Linked DNA regions of Macaca mulatta: region 1 is linked to region 2. A link is a contact called in public Hi-C data. All regions are on one chromosome and are shown on one strand. Each heading gives the region's core, a stretch centred on a gene start, on an enhancer-like site or on the middle of the called end of the contact. The rest is flanking DNA. Distances are from core to core; before and after follow the strand shown. Region 1 holds the start of CSNK1A1 (casein kinase 1 alpha 1). Region 2 holds the start of AFAP1L1 (actin filament associated protein 1 like 1).

Region 1 (4,300 bases), core at 564-3,063, 280 kb after region 2:
ACACAACAAAAGAGCAGCCATTTCCCAAGCCAGCTCCAATAGCAACTCGAACTGACACTGCCGGGTCGCTTCAGCACCTTCAAATCCACTTCACTGGACAAACCTAAGAACATCAGACGTGCCGCCGTAAAAAAGGCAGCAGCCAACCCTTCCGCGTAGGGATCAAAGATGACCCGCACGCCTAACTGCAAACGAAAGCCTCGGGAAGAGAATGACGGAAGCGAAATGGAGCAGTGTAATACAATGAAATAAGTTGGCAAATTGAAATTTACTCAGTGATTGCGATGACTTACAGGAAGGCACCAGCTACAAGGAACCCAGGTAACTAAAACAAGACCCGGATTCAGCTGGTCTCATTACCTGCCTCTACCCACTTCCCCATTCCGTGCTTCCCTCAGCGGATCGCCTACATGCACGGGGTTCTTACCGTATGTGGGGGATGCCAACCCCACCTTGAAGAATCTTATAGAGCTTGCTCTCGTACAGCAACTGGGGATGCCTGGCCTTCTGAGATTCTAGCTTCACTGCCACTTCCTGCAGGGGAAAGAGGGGATGATGGCATCAACATCCCTACGGATTCAGTGTCATTTAGGAAAGGAGAGAGACATTAGCAAAACTCCAAGTCGCGACTACAAGGAAGAAGTGAAAAGCTGGAAAGAGAAAGCTCTCTGTAATTATAAAACGAGGCAACCAGCCTCAAAGGCCTCTTCAGGGGGTAGTGACGAAATCGTACGTCCTCTAAAGTGCAGGAAAATGATTCATCCAGAAAAAAGAAGCAACCTCTGAACGTAGTGAGAGGTTTTTAAGGAACTAGGCAATCGGAAACTGTTCTAATTGGAACAAGAGGCCCAGTAGGATTAAAAATTAAATAAAAGAAAAGCAAAGCAAAGCATGGGAATCACAGAAAGAGGATTTTGCCGTTTCCACCTTAAAAGTCGGTTAAAAAAAAAACAGCTCGACGAAGGGACATTTATGGGACGTGTTTAACAAGCTGGGAAACTAGTTCCCCCAACCTTTCTATCGGGTTCTTGACCCTTTTAGGGAGAGAGCGGGCGAGGATCGCAAGCCAGGAAAACTAGCTCCCTGGACTCCCTGGCGAGTGCGTGCGGTGAGGAAAGGCCCGAGCACTTTGGGGGTGCGCGGTGGTGGTGGGGGGAATGAGGAAAAGCGCAGCGTTATCGTGAACCCCACCCCAGGTGATTACCTCGCCGTTGGTGATGTTGATCGCCAGATAGATGTCCCCGAAGGAGCCAGACCCGATCTTCCGTACCAGTTTATATTTCCCTCCGACAATGAATTCGGCCTTAGAGCCGCTGCTACTCGCCATCCTGAGAGACGAAGATGGAGTCTGGGGCCAAGCCCCGACACCTCTGGGAAGACGACGGAGGCCTCTGGGGCTCCTACACTGGGCAAGGCTACGGAGGAAGGCGGCAGGAAACAGAACACGGAGGCCTTTACCGGCGTTCGGGGCCCAGAATCAGCCGAGCGGAACCTGATCACCGCCGCTCGGTCAGGTTTCTTTTTGCCAGGCCGCAGTTTGTGAAGGGCTTCTCGCGGTTACCAGGCTGGGCCACTTGTTTCTCGGCGGCCGCCGCTGCCTCGCTTGCGCGGCGACGTCGCGGGCTGGAAAAGGGGCGCGGTGAGCTAGGGCGGCGATACAGCTACCACCACTGCCGCCGGCTCCGGCCCTGAGGGACCCCTGTCACTCCGCCGACGCCGCCATCTTGTTACTCCAGCTCCAGCCAACACAAAATGCCCCCAGTCCCCGGGAGCCGCTTCTTCACGGCGCAGAGCACTCTGGGAAAGGGATCTGGGGCGCTCGCTCCGAAGGATCGGCAGCGAGAGGGCGGAACCGGATCCGTGAGAGTCGCGGCCCACGCTCCGAGCGTCACCCTGTCACCGCCCAGTAGCGCATGAGCGCTGCAACTCCTGCTGACTGCGCAGGCGTGCCGCGGCCTGCCTCACCCCGCCCCGGGCTTTCTTCCACTTCCGGTCGGCGGCGGCTCAGCTGGTGTTACCTGTTACTCGCCTCGGACCCGCAGGGTCTCTGGAAGGCTGAGTGGCCCCAGGCCTCGATGTTGGGAGGAGTCACCTTCATGTTTCGTGTCAGGCCTCCTTAGGAGTTGGGTATTGACCTTTGCTCTTTGAGGCGGTTTTTAACCTTTGATCTTTCTTCTGGCCGCTCCCCAGGACCGGCCTATTCCAACCCAGTTTCTGTTTGGAAAGAGGCTATCGCCTCTGGTGGAGAGGAAGAGAAAAGCAGCCCGCGTTGAGGAATCGTTCAGGGCTCTCGGTTATAGCAAAACCTAGCTAATTACCCTTCATAATTAGAATTTTCTTCTCTACTACGGAGTGTTATAGACCCTCTTTCCACAGGAGGGGAAAAAAGAAAGAAGCCGGAATCCCCCTGCCGTCCTACGTCTTTGCATTATTGCCTCACTACCACTTTTGATCTTCAGAAGAAAACCCAGTATCTTGTTCATAGTGAAGATTAGGGATAGATGGAATCAACAGAAAATTAATTTAACAAGAGTGAAAAAACTGTTATGCCCCCCAACCCCACCAAAACAACAACAAAGAATCGTATGTTGGTCATGTTGAAAACCGCAGTATTAACCTGAACAGAGTAGAGGTAACTATTACAAAATTTAATTGACAACATTTAAAGCTACACGGAAATTTTTTTCTTTTTTACTAAAAATCGATCAGAGAATCAAATCTTGACCACATTTTGTATTACAAAATTTGACCTGGGAAAATTGGGTTGAGTAATAGTAATGTTCACAAAAGAAAGCTCCATGGTTTATGCTATCATCTTAAGTCAGACCTCAGTCGTAAACATTTAAGCTAAGCCTATCCTAAATAAAATTTAATTAAAATAGAAATGAGGGCCGGGCGCAGTGGCTCACGCCTGTAATCCCACCACTTTGGGAGGCCGGGGCGGGCAGATGACTTGAGGTCAGTTGTTCGAGACCAGCCTGGCCAACATGGCGAAACCCCGTATCTACTAAAAATACAAAAATTAGCTGGGTGTGATGACGTACACTTGTAACCCCAGCTACTCGGAAGCGGAGGTTGCGGTGAGACTAGATCACGCTACTGCACTCCAGCCTGGGCAACAGAGAGACCCTCTCTCAAAAAAATAATTAATTAAATAGAAATGAGAGAAAAATGTGAAGAATTTTAACTGCACCTTTGAAAGGTGATCAAGTAATTAAGGTTAGTAATAGGGTTCATCTCGGAAGATAACTGAAGAGAGAGGGGAAGAGACTTCCCCTAAAGTTTAGCATGAAGTTTTAAGGCACAACCAACACCCAGGGTGCCCAACTCCCAAATCACCACTATTAGACATCGTTCGCCTTTGGTGACTCTAAAGCATGTTTTGACTAAGTTAAAATCTGCTGTTAAATTCTGGTCTAAAACGCAGCCGGGTGCAGTGGCTCACACCTGTAATCCCAGCACTTTGGGAGGCCAGAGGCGAGTGGATCACCTGAGGTCAGGAGTTCGAGACCATTCTGGCCAACATGGTGAAACCCCGTCTCTACTAAAAAATACAAAAACTAGCTGCGCATGGTAGCGTCTGCCTGTAGTCCCAGCTACTCAGGAGGCTGAGGCAGGAGAATCGCTTGAACCCGGGAGGCGGAGGTTGCAGTGAGCCGAGATGGTGCCCCTGCACCCCAGCCTGGAGACAGAGCAAAACTCCGTCTAAAAATTAATTAATTAATTCTGGTCTTAAAAAAAAAAAAAAAAAAGCCAAGTTTAAGCATCTTGAATTTTCCAGAGATCACTCCTCTTCTGCTAATTTTCTCACACACATCCAAAGTTTAATGGATTCCTCAGCTTGGGGAGTTCTCCATAAGGGGATGAGGTATACATTTAGAATGATATTTTGGTGTTGTGATAAAAATGCTCAATGAAGCCAGGGGCGGGGTAAGGGTGGGCATGGAGTGATCTAAATTAGTGATTTCCAAAGGTCTGTGTATGGACAGGTGCAAGTCGCTAACAAAGTTTTCCATGAGGATGTGAGAAAAGTAAGCAATACATTTTTCATATATTTATCTGATTTCACATTATATTTCATTCTGAGATTTAGTCTTTTCACATATGTGTCATTAAAATGCTCTTTTATGAAATGGTGCCGATGGTAGGTGGTTTTGGTTTTTTAAATATTCTTGCTTGATTAAAAGTTGAGCCTGGGTGCGGTGGCTCACGCCTGTAATCCAAGCACTTTGGAGGCCGAGGCAGGCGGATCACAAGGTCAGGAGTTCAAGAACAGCTTGGCCAATATGGTGAAACCCCA
Region 2 (3,939 bases), core at 199-2,698:
ACTTAATCCACTGGCAAATTGTTGGTTGGCTGCTTTAGAATTTAAACTGACCTTTTCAAATTGGAAAAGGGGACAGCAACAAAGAGGAACTCAGAAAATAATAATGGCTCATATTTTATAGCTGTTTGTGGTTTGTAAAGTGGGTTTGTATCATTTCATTTGCTCTACCAACAGTCCTGTGAGGACTTACAGTATGAGGCTTCCCATAGCACAGATGAGCAAGAAAATCTCATTGATGAAAAGTTATTATACAATGTAGTATTTAGATTGGTGCAAAAAGTAATAGCGTTTTTTGCCATTACTTTCAATGGCAAAAACCACTATTACTTTTGCATCAAACTAACAGAACAAGAGTCATGCACAAGTTTTCATACATTGTTCACGACATCACGTTTGGTCTGAGTGCTCATACACATACACAACTAAATAAATTACTGATGCAATATTTTAAGACAATGTTGATTTTAATTTGCCCATAAAAGCAATAGAGAAAATATTCCCGGCCAGGCAAGGTGGCTCATGCCTGTAAACCCAGCACTTTGGGAGGCCGAGGCAGGTAGATCACCTGAGGTCAGAAGTTCGAAACCAGCCTGGCCAACAAGTTGAAACCCCCGTCTCTACTAAAAATACAAAAATTTGCAGGGCATGGTGGTGGGCGCCTGTAATCCCAGCTTCTCAGGAGGCTGAGGCAGGAGAATTGCTTGAACCTGGGAGGTGGAGGTTGCAGTGAACCGAGATCGCGCCACTGCACTCCAGCCTCAGCAACAAAGCAAGACTTTTCAAGAAAAAAAAAGAAGAAGAAAAGAAAAGAAAGAAAATATTCCCAGTCCAGGAAAATACAGGCTGGTCTTTCCCAGGCCTTTTCTTGACTCCATACCTTTGTGGTGGGTGTTCCTCATTCCAGAATGTTCTAAGTAGGGAACGGTGGCCAGCTCAAAGCTGAAAACCATGGCCTGGCCCATGGTGGGAGGAGCGGTATCTAGGATAACAATTGGTCCTGGACTTTATGAAGGGTCTTAAAGTCAGACATTTGATATTGTCTATAAATGAATGAGACCTATTTTCACAAGATATACCAATAAGGTGAAGAAGTTGACATTCTTCATACAGCTTTAAACTTAGATCCCATTATTGTTCCACACTGGTCATAGCAATATTTTCTACAATCTTGCGAAAAGTACACTTACATTGCACTGTATTTTGTATGCTAAAAGTATTCATTTCCACATTTTTTATCACTGTTTTGCATGTTTTCACGTGTTATTCATTTTTCTATTCTTTTTCTGAATTCTCCCAGATCCTCGTATGTTTTCACGTTTTAGTACACAAGGAACATCAAAAGTTGAAAGTGTCCCAATCCCTTGCCCACCTTTCAGCAAGTCTCTCTTTCTCCCTTTCCCAGGTGCTTTTCTTTCTGAAGATCTTTGTTACTATTTAACTCCTCTTTCGCAACACCACTGACATTGCACCCGCATCGCCGCGGGCCCACTGTCTGGCTTAGAAGGTGCTCCGGAAAGACCCGCGGCGAATGGAGAAGACAAGCCCAAAGCCTGGAAATGGGTGGCGGCTGCAGGGAAGGGGGTTTTGATTCCATAGGATAAAAAAGGACTCCAACGGTCTCCGCATTCAGGAATGGAGCGGGCTGAGGGGTGCGGTGGTAAGACCCCATCATTAGCGGAGTGCAAGCAAAGCCGCACACCTCCTGGGTTCGGGCTGGGGCGGGCCGCGCGGGCGCCGGAACGAACGCGTGCGGACTGGGAAGCGGGTCCTCCAAGCCCGAGCTAGAGCGCCGCGGAGGGCGAGCTGGCGGCAGGGCGCGGCGCGGGCGTGTGCGGCACCACGGGACAGCGGCCGGCGGCCCAGGGGGCGAGGCGTGCTCGGGTCTATTCCGGGAGCGGCGCTGAGGGGCGGGGGCGGGCGCGGGCGCGGGCGGGGCGGGGGCGGCCGGCGAGCATCCTGTCTGGGGGAGGGGACCGCGGAGAGCGCCGGCCGCTGGGCTGGCCTGAGAGCTCAGCGCGCCCGCCGCCACCAGCCGCGCCGAAGCCCCCGCGCCCTGCGGCCCGCTCCCCGGGGACTAGGCCGGCGCCATGGACCGAGGCCGGGGTAAGAGGGGCCGTGACGCCCGCACTTGTTGCTGCGCCGGGCGAGTAAGGGAGACCGGGCGATCTGAAGCCGGAGAGGAGGAGGGAGAGAGGCGGGCGGTGGGGCGGGGGCTGAGGAAGGCTCGGAGGGAACTGGGAGACGCGGCGCTGGTGCACAGGTGCCTCCTGCTGCCGGGACAACCCGGTGCGTGTCAATGCCTGTGTCCTGGGGCCAATTCGCCTCTCGCGTGTGAAATCAGAGTTTTCGTAGGCTAAGGATTTGTAACTTCATAAAAGATCCCCCTCTAGATGCCGGAGGACAGCGAGCTCCTCTGACCCCATTCCACTCTAAAGGGGAAAACAAGGTTTCCAGGTTCAACTCCCTAAACACCCGCCGTGGGCAGTCCCTGGGGAGAAGCCCCAGGGGACCGAAGTTTGCAGCTGCCTAGGGCATTGGGAGAAGGAGGAGCGCCGGGAGCAGGCGCGCCTGTGCATGTGTGCGCGTGGGAGGGAGGAGGCGGGGGTGGTTCTATCCCGGACCAGCTGTGTCCTCTGCCCAGGCCCTCCTCTCTGGACCAGCGACAAAGTTGGACTAGATGATCTCCAAGGCACCTTGCTGACTCTTTTCCAGTGTATTTGGTAGACGTTTCACAGAAATGGAGGGGACTTACTGGAATTGAGATTGATGTGAGCCGAGAGGGCAGCATTGGTAGGGGGCTAGCGCACATCTTTTTCTTTTTGTTTTGTGTTGTTTGAGACTGAGTTTCGCTCTTGTTGCCCAGGCTGGAGTGAAGTGGCGCGATCTCGGCTTACTGCAGCCTCCGCCTCCCGGGTTCGAGCGATTCTCCTACCTCAGCCTCCCGAGTAGCTGGGATTACAGGCATGCGCCACCACACTCGGCCAATTTTTGTATTTTTAGTAGAGAGCGGGTTTCACCATGTTGGCCAGGCTGGTCTCGGACTCCTGACCTCAGGTGATCCGCCGGCCTCGGCCTCTCAGAGTGCAGGGATTACGGGCGTGAGCCACCGCGGCCGGCAGCGCACATTTTAAGTAAAGGTCTAGACATGGCCTTTGGCAATGGCCAAATTGGCATGTGTGTGTCTGTAAAGAAGTGGCCTGCGGACACGTAAACAATGTCAAAGACTGGGAATCAGAACCCCAGGGTTTCAGTCTGCACCTCTGGAATCCAAAGAGATCACAGGTATGAAGGCACTAGATAAACTAGTGAGTGCTGTGCCAACAGGCGAAGCGTTGTTGTTATTATTAATAATGGAAAATTCCTTCCCCTCCCCACGATAATCCCACACCTCTCCCCCATCTGCCTGTTTGCTGTGCTGACCCCCAAGGGAGGAAAAAAAGGAAGGAACAGGGGCATGGGAGCAATTAGGAGGCACTGGGGCAGGGATGCGCCGGGAGCAGGTGTGGGGTAACCTCCCTTACTCTTACACGGGAAGTCAGGCTTGGCGAGCTCAGAGGGCCAGAGGGGACTCCTGGCTTCCAGTTCAACTTCACCTGCCCCTCCCCAACACAAAATACTGCACTAACCTCCTTCAGGGACTGGGAGGGGCAGGCAGGAAAGAGAGGGGGCTTCTGTATTTGGTTCTTTAGCAACTGAGGCCTAGATTTGTAAAGCAGTTCTCACCTGTTAACTGATTTCTAGGCAAGTGTGCAGAGTGTACATCAGGGAGGAAAAACAGAGAGAAGAGGCACCTCTCACACCCCTCAGTCCTGCTGTTCCCACCTCCCACATCATAGGTCTAAAGCAAATACCACCATCCCTCCTCCCCTTCACACTCCTACCCGCCCCCCACCTCCCCCACCTCTCCACCACTCCCCTCCCCACCAGTTTTTAAATAGC

Evidence for each region. A called contact is a pair of places that touch in the nucleus more often than the background predicts.
Region 1: a Hi-C map of fetal cortex germinal zone shows a contact between it and region 2, with 2.9 times the contacts expected there. The contact joins the promoter of CSNK1A1 here to the promoter of AFAP1L1 in region 2. A contact is called at or near these places in 2 of 14 Hi-C or Micro-C datasets (fetal cortex germinal zone and liver).

What each region holds. Positions count from the first base shown.
Region 1 is chr6:158,513,772-158,518,071 of T2T-MMU8v2.0, forward strand. It overlaps CSNK1A1 (casein kinase 1 alpha 1), which reads right to left and starts at 1,814. Exons shown (of 10, transcript NM_001261235.1): 1 at 1,205-1,814; 2 at 428-534. The coding sequence starts at 1,327.
Region 2 is chr6:158,233,148-158,237,086 of T2T-MMU8v2.0, forward strand. AFAP1L1 (actin filament associated protein 1 like 1) reads left to right here and starts at 1,449. Exons shown (of 19, transcript XM_028849832.2): 1 at 1,449-1,657. The coding sequence starts at 1,633.